Regions from separate parts of the Mus musculus genome. Here region 1 is linked to region 2. Evidence: chromatin contacts called from public promoter capture Hi-C data. All regions are on one chromosome and are shown on one strand. The core of a region is the stretch at or near the end of the contact, and the rest is flanking DNA. Distances in the headings are between cores, read along the strand shown.

Evidence for each region. Promoter capture Hi-C pulls out the DNA fragments that hold promoters and counts their contacts.
Region 1: a promoter capture Hi-C map of embryonic stem cells shows a contact between it and region 2. The contact joins the promoter of Rusc2 here to the promoter of Pigo in region 2. A contact is called at or near these places in 10 of 39 promoter capture datasets (3T3-L1-derived adipocytes, the SN4741 cell line, cranial neural crest and 6 more), 1 of 15 datasets of contacts at CTCF or cohesin (the NIH/3T3 cell line), 21 of 115 datasets of contacts at active chromatin or transcription factors (bone marrow-derived macrophages, craniofacial prominence, embryonic basal ganglia and 13 more) and 3 of 9 other capture datasets (adipose tissue, liver and pancreatic islet).

Annotation. Positions count from the first base shown.
Region 1 is chr4:43,403,151-43,408,990 of GRCm38.p6, forward strand. It overlaps Rusc2 (RUN and SH3 domain containing 2), which reads left to right and starts at 3,352. Exons shown (of 12, transcript NM_199057.3): 1 at 3,352-3,530.
Region 2 is chr4:43,023,678-43,029,132 of GRCm38.p6, forward strand. It overlaps Pigo (phosphatidylinositol glycan anchor biosynthesis, class O), which reads right to left and starts at 2,137. Exons shown (of 11, transcript NM_001305386.1): 1 at 2,103-2,137; 2 at 886-1,397; 3 at 1-138. The coding sequence starts at 1,396. Stoml2 (stomatin (Epb7.2)-like 2) reads right to left here. Exons shown (of 10, transcript NM_023231.2): 9 at 5,261-5,389; 10 at 4,013-4,616. The coding sequence ends at 4,488.

The sequences.
Region 1 (5,840 bases), core at 2,102-4,601, 380 kb after region 2:
TTTGTTTAGAGACAGGGTTTCTCTGTGTAGCCCTGGCTGTCCTGGAACTCACACTGTAGACCAGGCTGGCCTCGAACTCAGAAATTTGCCTGCCTCTGCCTCCCAAGTGCTGGGATTAAAGGCGTGCACCACCGCTGCCCGGCACGATTCGTATACTAACAAACCATGTTCAGTCCTAACTTTGCCTTTAACCAGATGTTTCTGGATTTTTCCCTATGAGGAGCATAATCCCTCCGAGTTGTAGTCAGAGTCCCCACAATCGGGAAAGAAGGTTGTCAAACATGGAGGTTTAGCGTCCCATCTTCAGCCAGGAGCAGATCAGTTTGGTGCATTAAGGCTGGAAAAAAAATGTTGAAACCCTCGTTCTGACACTGGTATCACTTCCCCAATCATGGTGCTGCCCTGGCCACCCCAGAGCCGTATTGGCAATGATCTTAATAAAACTATGAGACCCTTAGCTTAGATAACGATTCCAGAGTACCCCCACAGTACCTTGTACAGAATAGGAGTCATGTAGATGCCCACAGTGTGACCTTGGAGATGGCTTGCTTGGTAGAGTACTAACCCTGTGAACATGAGTCGCTGAGTTCAAACCCTTAGCACCTGTGTAAAGGCTGAACCCAGTGGCGTGCCTGTAACCCCGAAAGTAGAGGAGGCAGAGACAGGCAGGTCACTGTGACTTGCTGACTAGCTAATTTTGCTCGACTTGGTGACATGTGAGCGTGCACCCACCAAACCCTGCACACAAACACACATGCATACAGCATTCATACAGAGACTGTAAGGTCTTGGGATAGCCAGCAGGTTGGTTCTATAGGTAAGGGTGCTTGCCACCAAGACTGACAACCTGGGTTTAATTCTTGGAGTCCACACAAGGGTAGAGGAGAACTGACTCCTTGAAAGCTGTCCTCCGGCCTCCATTTGTGCGCATGGCGGCGCATGCGTGCCCACACACCCCCCAAATGTAAAAGAAAAATGCTTCTAGATCAGGAAAATACAGTTTATCATAACTTATTTTGATTTGTCTTAATGTGAGCATTTGCTATTAGATCAGTCATACAGTTTGAGGTGACATGGCCAAATGCAGGTTATTGCTGAATGGAATAACATAAACAGAAGTCCTCCCTTATTTCCAGATAAGTTCCTTGAGGTGAAAGGTCAGCAGAGTGACCTTATTGGGAAAGGTCAGGGACAAAGGTATACTGAGACGACACACAGTCCTCACTTCTGTCCCTCTTTGAAACAGGGTCCTGCAATGTAATCCAGACTGACCACAAACTCGCAGCGAAAGCAGATGCCCCTCAGCTTCCCAGACGCTAGGGTCACAGACGCTGGGGTCACTACACCTGGCTCCTTGGGCACCAGGCATGCAGTAGGGCTGGGTAGTAAGTAACAGCATGATCTGTGGTGTGCTAAACTAAAGGAATCATGGAGTGTGTGTCGCTAGCTCTGCAGGCTCGGGGTCGTCTGCCTCACAGATATTTTCGGGACAAAGACCCTGGGCCCAAAGTTCTCATGGGAATCAAGTAGTGAGTACTCCATGCTCTTGATCACAAATGGCACTGCTTAACCTACAGCAAGCCCCAGAAGTAGTCTCTATCAGCTCCAGAAAAGGCCAGCGCCCCACACCTACCGTTTCAGCCATGCTGAGAGGGCTGCTACTGGCTGCTCAGGGTTGTAAGCTCCTCCCTTTTCCGGCTTCTCTTCTTCATTGTTTGCTTCTTTGTAGGACCAGGGGCTGTTGATCCTCAAGCGAGTCAAGGTTAGACCTCTGTAATTCAGCTCAGGTCAGCATGAAGTCAGGAAACACACAGGTCTCAGGAGCGCGGGGAAGATGCAAGAACGGAAGTAGATGAATGTGAAGGCGTGCACCTGGAACCCCAGCGCTGCCTCTCAAGGCTTCTTGAGACCTGAAATCCAGAGTCTTCCCGGTAGAGTGGAGATAGCATAGTCAGCCACCATACCATGGGTTCTACGGCCCACAGATTCAACCAACCATGGAGGAGAAATATTCAGGGGAGGAGAGCTTGCCTGGGACACATAAAGCCCTCAGTTCAATTGGAAATTTAGTTGGGGGAGTAAAGGAAACAGTTCAGAGCAAAACCAAATAAATGCGCATGACTCATTGGGAACCACAGCGCTCACCAGGAAGGTGGCTGGTTGGCTGGTTGGTTTTGTTTTGTTTTGTGGAGTTTTTGAGACAGGGTCTCTCTATGTAGTTCTGGCCACCCTAGAGTTCTCTATGTAGACCAGGCTGGCCTTCGACTCACAGACATCTGCTTGCCTCTACCTCCCAAGTGCTGGGATTAGAGGCATGTGCTGCCATGGTTGTCCTGAAAGCTGCTGTTTTGGAGGGTGGCATCAGTGAGCAGCGACAGATTCCACTTACACACCTGGCTCGTGTGTGGTCTGCTACTGCGCGGTTATCCTCACAGAATGGCCCAGAACTCGAGAGAGGAAGAGGCAGGTAGTTCAGAAGGTCCACAGTTGAAGCGAAGGCTCTAAGAACCCAGTCCCTTTCCTTTGCCTGCCTTCCTGTGGGAGAAGGAACTTTCCAGACTCTCTGCCTGGTTAAAGGGAATCGACTCCCTTACAACCCTGGTCGAACCCAAGTCCGCAAGAACCAAAAACTGATGTGACAGGCTCAGCTCCGCTTAAACTGTTAGACCCTCTGAAGAGCCGGGAGACCAGCTGAACCCTGGGTTAGGGAGGTGGCCTGCAGCCACCCAGACTTGGAGCATCAGAGCCACCTGCTCAGAGAAGCCCCCTGTGGCCCAGGGGCTTCCTTCAGAAGCCTACGCAGAGGGACCCTGGAAACCCAGCACTGAGATTGGGCCTTGTGAAAAATGCCGGTGTTGTTTAGCTGGTGGAATGCTGATCTGTCGCTGGGAATATTGTTTTGTTTAGTGTAGCCTCTGGGTGGGGCTTCCAAAATCTCCTTCCAGGATGACCCTCCACCCTAACCCAGCTGGAAACCTAACTAAAGAAAAAGCTGGGAAACACGCAGTCATTCACTGCCTGAGTGGGAGGAGTGTGTGTGGGGGGGTGCTTCTAGCCAAGGTCGGAAAGGAGCGGCCTGAGAAGGGAAGGAAGGAAGGAAGGAAGCGCCCAGGCTCTGCCCAGACTTCTTCCAACACTCAGGACCCAGGAGAAGCTAGGCTCGGCTCTCCCTGGGTTTTTATGCTGCTGTCTGGAAAGTCTCCGTCTTCCAGCACCTACTGCCCCCTGTGGCTGACTTCTCTCTCTACGCCCCTCCCCCAGACTAACAGGCCGAAGGGACCGACCTGGAACTGAGTGGCTGCACTGTGGGCTTGCCTGCTCCTTTCCCTCCCCATCCCTCCCCTTAGTAGCAACGTCACCGCAGCCCAGCCGCCGTGGCAGCAGCAGCAGCAAGAAGACAGGCTGAGATTGCGCAGCCTCCCTGCATTAGCTCGGGATGCCATTGTACTAACAGAAATCAGATCTCAGGGTATCAGCCCGGTCCCCCTTGTGCGATCTCGAGGACCAGTGATTCAGCTGCCATTGTCGAGGTAGGGCGCGACGGGCGTGCAAAAGGAACGGGAGCCACCAGGTCCAGCTCGAGGCTCCTTGCAGAGGAATGGCTCTGGGGTGGGGGGTGGGAGGTCACTGCTGGCAGAGGCCGGATCAGCATCAGCATCTGGGCTCTGGCTTCTGAAGGGTGGCTTTGTCTTTCGGAAAGGGAGAGTGACAGCAAGCGGAGACAAACTCATCTCTGCATGCATGCATGGGCCGGGCAAGAAAGAGGCTTGGGCTGATGCTATCTATCTGTGCTGTTTGGTCAAGAAACAAGATCCTTTTCTCTTCCTTCCTTCCTTCCTTCCTTCCTTCCTTCCTTCCTTCCTTCCTTCCTTTCTTTCTTTCTATCTGGGTATTTCTAATGAAGCTGCTGTAGCTGCAGCTTTCAAATCTGGACACAAAGGCTGAATGGGTGGAGACCCTTCTACAGCTCGTGGAAGTTTATGCTGAAAACCATGCAGGAATCTATGCATTCTTATCCAGAAGGTTGGGTGGCTTTTCCTCCCCACACATGCATACTTGTATGCACACAGACATATCCATTGTAGAAGCTGCCAGGCTCTGGGATTGGTTGCAGTAAGAATGAATGCAAATGCCCTACAGCGTATGGAGAGAGGGATGCTGAAGGCACCTGACCTCTTATGTTATACTCAGCCCTGCTCTACAGAGCAGCTTCCTAGCAGGAAGGGACCAAAGCACAAGCTAAACCAATGCCCCCTGATCCACCATACCGCCCTCTTCCCTTCGTCCTGCCCTAGAGAAGACTGTCAGCCCCACAGAGGCTCTCCGAAGGACCTCAGGTCAAGGTCAGATCACTAAAGTATAACAATGAATGCCTTTGCCTCCCTCCCTGCTAGCTCTGAAGAAACCAGAAAAGCAGCAACTAGGTACTGTGACCAACAGAGGGATGCTGTTGGGTGAACAAAGACAGGAAGCGGCCTTCTGGAGTTGTCTTGCCCGTAGGCAGACAGATCCTTAGCCCTGTTTCCACCATTCACCCGGTAGTCAACTTGGAGATTAGACGGGAGTTTTACAATGTGTGACTGGGCATTTCGGGAGTGTCCTGAGAGTAGGTTAGTTCCCAGCAAGCCAAGAACTGTGAACAGCACAGTGGAGCAAGGGGGAAGTGTCGTGAGAACCATGAATGGGCCAGGATGAGGCAGAAGCCTGAGAACTGGGGCCTGAAGGGCAGGAAACAGGATTGACCAATGTGAGAACATGGGACGAAAGGGGCCGCAGGTTCAGACTAGTTGATAGAGCTTATATAAGTGGTCACGGCAGTGGGCACCATGGAATAGTAGGAAACAGCTGTGTGAGGGTGATGGCCGGACTTGAGGGAGAGGACTGGCCTCAAGCCCTTGAGAATGAGTGGTAGTAGACACCCTCGAGAGGGGACGTGCCCAGGCTTGGAGCCATTTCAGCTGTGATTGGGAGTGAGCTACCCATAACCTGCAGCTTGGTTTCCTCGTGTGTTAAACGTGTGTGATGACACACACACCTCTAATCTCAGTACTCAGGAGGCAGAGGCGGGCAGATCTCTGAGTTCAAGGCCGGCCTCAGCTACAGAGCCAGTTCTAGGTCAGCCAGGGCTATACAGAGAGACCCTGTCTCAAAAATATAAGCAAGCAAGCCCACGCAGTGAAAATGCCTGTGACTATATGGGGATGTTTAGATGGAATTGGAGATTCCCTGCATCTGTGCACCTAGATGTCACATCTTCCTGCTGGCTGAGCCACTACTCTACCTACAGAGTTAGATTTAGGTAGGAGGCTCGTCTTCGTTTATGGGAGTTTCCTCCTCCTCTCTTCATTTAATTAGGAACAACACGTGTGAACTGAGTTCATTCATCTCAGAGTGCTCTTCACCCATGGCCACAGTGTTACATTCACTCCCAGGGAAGAAGTCTTAGATGCACTCTCGCTTGTTTTCTGCAGTGTTTGAGGCAAAGTCAAATGGCTTATTACATCATTCCTCTTTGTGTTGTTTGAGTCAGACTCAGTAGCCCAGGTTAGTTTGAACCGACTGTAGCTCAGACTGGCCTTGAACTCCTAACCTTTCTCCCTACCCTACAGATGCTGGGGTTATAGGGGTCACCTCCCTAGCTCCCATTTCATTCCTTTTTTTTTTAATGTTCAAAAATTAGGGCTCCTAATTTTTATTATTAATTCTATTGTTTGCTCACTTATTTGTAAAACTCTGGCCCTGAGCTGTGTCTCCAGGTCCCTTTATAAAAAAAAAAAATGTATGTGACTGTTTTGCCTGGATATATCTATGAACCCTAGAGGGAAATCTAATATTGTATT
Region 2 (5,455 bases), core at 887-3,386:
GATAGAGGTGTTCCAAGATGCCGTTATCCACTGTGTGCAGGTCTCTGACATTGAAGGATGAGAAGAAGAAAGCTTGAGAAAAGGCTCCGGGGAAGAGGTCTCTCCAGGTATCATCTCCCATGAAGACTACACGCCTTCCTGTAGAGACAAGAGGGGAATCGGATCGATCGTATCTTGTTCATGTGAGAGCCAGAACAGGGGAGATTATAAGAGAAGACTCTAGAAAAAAACAAACAAACAAACAAACAAAACACAAAGGGCAAGGGGAGACAGCTCAGTGAGTCAAAGAGCTTGCCACCAATCCGGACCACTTGAGTTCAATACTCAGAACCCACAGGGTAGAAGGAGAAAATCAACTTCCAAAGTTGTCTTCTCACCTCCATAAGTGTACCATGTCACATCCATACGCTGTGTGTGTGTGTGTGCGTGCGCACGCACGAGCACACTCTTGAGAGTACTATCCCAACCACACATCCTGTTTTGAGACAGGTCTTACTCTACAGACCAGGCTCATCTGGAACTCAGAGATCCTCTTGCCTCTGCCTCTTGAGTGCTGGGATTAAAGACACATGCGCAATGCAGTGCCCTTGACCTGCTCTCTTCATAAGCAGTGAGTGAACATAACTTGGATCCCTCTACCCTTTTTTCTCCATCCTTGCAAATTCCTATCTTCATTTCTTCCTTAATCGGATGCTCCCACGAGTTACAAACAAACATTTTGTGCAGATTAGAAGCTTCATTGAGGACAAAAATCTCTGGGCCTTTCTACACACAAGATCCCATCTATTTCTACTCTCTGTTTCCCTACACCATAGCCAAATATACGGCTGGGTACCTGAAGTCCTGGCTCCCCAGCTTCTATAGTCCCCAGAGGCACATACTGACCTGCACTGTTGAGCTGTTGGATGACATTATCTTCCACTATAGCATGGCTGGCAAAGTTACTGCCAGCATCAATGAAAGTCGGCAGCGAGCCAGTGGTGAGAGCCTTTAGACGCTGCATGGTGGTCGTGGGGGGGTCCACCTGAGATCGGTACAGCCGGCCATGGTGGGGTTGACTCTCTAGGATCCTCTGCAAGGAACCTAATTTTCCCAGAAAAGGCACGGAGACAGGAGGTTCCCCAGGCACATGCGAGCGCTGAGGCTGGGCAAAGTCAAACCGCAGAGCGTCTATCAGTACCAAAACCACCCTGGAGAAGCGGGAAGGCATCCAGCAAGCCCCAGGCTTTCCATGACTTCCCCACGGCAAGGGACCAGGGCCTGGGAGCTCTTGGCAGCTGCTTTGATTGGTGAGCTCCAGACGAGTGAGAAGGAAGCCACTGGTGAAGAGTGCAATGCCAGCGTAGAAAAGAAAACAGACCCAGGCTAAGAAGAGGAGCACAGACACCTTCCGCATCCTGGGAGAGAAGAGAATGTTCATTGGGGTGCGAAGAAACCATGGACGTTTTGGCTCTCAAAACAATGCCCAACAACAATCACGTACTGCTATAAACTTCAGGACGTAAACAAACCATAGCTAACTCGTTGCAGCTGTTTCTACCAGTCATACCATCTGACGGTGAGAGGCTGAGACCTTGGATCTCAACCTGACGCCCAGGCTACACCTACCGATTCAGGTTCTGGGGGTGAGCACGGGAGCCTGTGCATATCCAACCGGGAGATCTAATGCTGTCAAACCACAGTCTAGGAGGAAGACTATTCCAAATGGTAGGTAGATTGTTCTCTGACAGTCCATTTCAATGGCTCTCTTCGGACTAACTCAACATTTCCAGGGTGGCAATAGACAGAAACCACACGGATTAACTGGATTGAGTAAACGGCGCCGCCTGGCGGGAACCGAGGAAACGACGGGGAGGAGTCTTGCTCCGCTTCCGGGCGGCCAGGCTCAAGAAAAAACCGAAGGAACGACGTCCCCAGGAAGCCCGGTATAAAGCCCATTGAGCTAAGCTGGGATCCAGAAGTCCCGGCAGCTCTGTCTCCTCCGGTGGGAACCCGGCCAACACCTGGACATGCTCCCTCTGATACTGGGCACCCCGGCAGTAAGCTGAGACACCCGTCCTAGGGGTGACAGTAACAGAGGTAACAGGGAGACCTTGGCTCACCTGGATCCGCGCCCGGAAGTGCAGCGGCAGGGCTCGCTGTCTGGCACCACAGAGGTGTGCAAGCCTGACAGAGCGCCCTACCAGGAGATTTGTCGCCGCCTGCCGGCACCAGCAGGGAAGTTCGACAAGAAACGTGGGGCTGAAAACTTTGATAGGAGGTTCAGTAATTCATAAATGAGGGCAAGGTCTAAGAGAGGGGGATGATGACTGGGTGTGTACAGAAGCATGAAAGAAGAAAAGCCCAGGGACCACCGAGCATTTTATTATATGTATGTTTGTACAATGCACTTTGTGCTGCAATTGCTTTTAGCCACTCAGCCCTCTCTCCAGACTCACTGTCCATTTTTGGTTGTTTTTCAACACAAGGTCTGAGTGCTGGGAACTAAACTTTGGTCTTCAGCAAGAGCAGTACATGCTCTTAATCACTGAGCCATCTTCCCAGCCCCATGCTTCAAGTTCTCACTGCTGAGACTTCCCTCCCGTGATGAACTAAAACTGTCTGGTAACTAGCTCCTTTAGATGTTCTTGTCAAGAGCACTTTTTCACAGTAACAAAAAACATAAACTAGCCGGGCAATGGTGGTGCACGCCTTTAATCCCAGCACTTGGGAGGCAGAAGCAGGCGGATTTCTGAGTTCCAGGTCAGCCTGGTCTACAAAGTGAATTCCAGGACAGCCAGGGCTCTACAGAGAAACCCTGTCTCAAAAAACCAACCAACCAACCAAACAAACAAACAAACAAACAAAAAAAAAAAACAACAAAACCCAAAAAACCTGTCTTTAAAAATACATCTAAATAAAAACTTATACATGACAGGTGGTGGTGGCAAACACCTTTAATCCCAATTGACAGAGTTTGCTTAGCATTCGCAAAAACCTGGGCTAACCCAGCCTGATTTTTAGTTAGCATTCTAGAAAACCTGGTACACTTGCACACGTCTGAGATGCCAGCACTTGGGAGGCAGAGGCAGGATCCTCTTAACCACCAAGATCGTCCTCGACACCACAGCTCCTCTGGGGCCAGCCTGGGATAAAGGAGACACTGTCTCAAAACAGTAACCACCTAAAAATCAGCGGTGGCAAACACTCACTGAAGGCATCACTCTCAAGGCAGAGGCGGGCGGATCTCTCTGAGTTCCAGCTTGGTCCACAGAGCTTGTTCTAGCCAAGGCTGCACTGAGAACCCTGTCTTGAAAACATGAAATGAGTAAGCTGGCAGAGTATGGCAGCACTCGGGAGGTATAGGCAGGTTAGGTCACATGCATTTAATCAGCCTGGGCTACACACGGTGACCCTTGCTCTAGAAAACAAAAAAGTGGGTTATCTGTATGGTATGTGAGTTTTATCTCAGTAGGAAAAAACAACTTTTATCTTCTTAGTAAATGTGTGGCACCTACCTATAGGGGTCCTACAAATTTACACGTAAGTCCCTCTTCCCCCTTTAAATACATCTAGTTGCTGCTGCTTTGCTTCTGGTAACCGTTCAGCCACAGCACAGCAGTTTCTTTGCTCTTGTGTTCATAAGCCAGGTATGCTCTGCCAATGGGCATCTGAATGGGTCTCTCTCTCCTCCTTCATGTCTGAGCTCAAGTATAATTTTCAGCGAGGTTTCCTGGAACTCTCAACTTGTCGGTTCACCAGAGCACTTTGAACTTACAGTGGATCCAACTCAGGCCATTCGGCTTGTACTGCAGGAGGCTTTTACTCACAGAGCCACCTTACCAGCCTGGCTTATGACTTTTTATCACGCTCTGCTTCCTTGTATTGCCACCCTGACTTGGATTCTGTGAAAGCAGACACCTCTGGGGTTCAGTTCTGTTATTGCTGCTTTGAGACAGGGTCCCACTAAGTACTTAAAGTTGGCCTTGATCTCACAGTCCGTTAGTCTGCATCACCACAGCCATCTCTCAACTGCTTTTGTAAACCCTAGTTTATTAATAGCTTAATAGTCTACACCCTCTGCCCTTTAAGACCGCCATACCATAAGGGCAAGCTGTCCTTTCCCGTGTGTCCCCAAGCCCCTGCACCACTGTGCAGCTGGCAGTTCAGCAGACCATGCCTCAATCCCCGTACAGCCGAGGTTTCTCTTGACGACAGGATGACTTCACTTCACATGAAGTGAATCCTTGTCACGCGTGGAGAATCAACTCCTCACACCGACCTGGACTGAAGGGTGGAAGTGGACGGCCAAAGACGACCCGAGTGGCTTTCCTAACTTCATCCCCCAATCAATGAGGACAGTTTCCCATTTGCCACTGGTCACTTTATTACATGATTAGTAAGTTCAAATAAAAAAATAAAAACTAAAATTTGGCCGGGAGGCTGGAACCAGAATCTTTTTTGAGAGCAGCTCCCGGCCCCTAGACTCCCTGGCCGAGTCATCTCTACTAACTGAGCTTGACTCTACCCAGTTCTTCAATACTCGTGTCTGTAGCCTGGACATCTCTTCTGCTCTGGCTGGAGTTCTGGGCTCCGGGCACTGGGGCTTTGGTGAGAGCCCCATAGACACCCATGGCCTAAAGAGAAAGACCAGAGAGAAAGAGCCGTTAAGAACCATTTGAAGCTTTGTCCCAAAACACAAAGGGGCCGGTCAACTCTTGGTTTTTCTTTCTTTTTCCCTTCCTTCTTTTCTTTTTTGAGACACAGTTTCTCTGTGTAGTCCTAGCTGTCCTAGAACTCACTCTGTAGACCAGGGTGGCCTTGAACTCACAAAACTCTGCTTGCCTGTGGACTAAAGCTATGTGCCACCAACACCTGGCTTTAGTTTTTCCTTTTTCTTTATCATCTTTCTCCTATTTTTCTTTCTTCTTCTTCCTTCCTTCTTCCTTTTCTTCTTCTCTTCTTCTCCCTCCTCCTCCTCTTTTTTTTGTTGAGACAAGTTTGCATTGTGTAGCCTGACTAGCTTCTAACTGTGAACTTCCTACATCTCCTCCTGAGTGTTGGTATTACAGGATTGCACTGTCACACCCAGCCCCTTGGTTTTTCTTATCCTTCAAGCCTCAGTTTTCTGAGCCTTGCAAACAATTCTAAGTCTCTTACATCAAACCATCAAAGCAGGGCGGCTCCCAACACTGACACAGGAATCTGCAGGAGTTAGTGGAAACCTTCATTCTTAGCTCCTGACACTGTTATTGTATGCTTATCTTCAAAGAGCTCTAACCTGAGCCACCATACTCGTGACGTCGCTGGGATTGGAGGGCAGTAGCACTGTGTTGGAATCCTTGGCCAGTTTGGAGAATGCGCTGACATACTGCTCAGCCACAGTGAGCGAAGCTGCTGCATCTCCATTCTGTAGCCACAGTGCATAAAAATCAGAGGTCAGAGATTTGGGGAGAAAAGAGAAAGGTTACGTTCC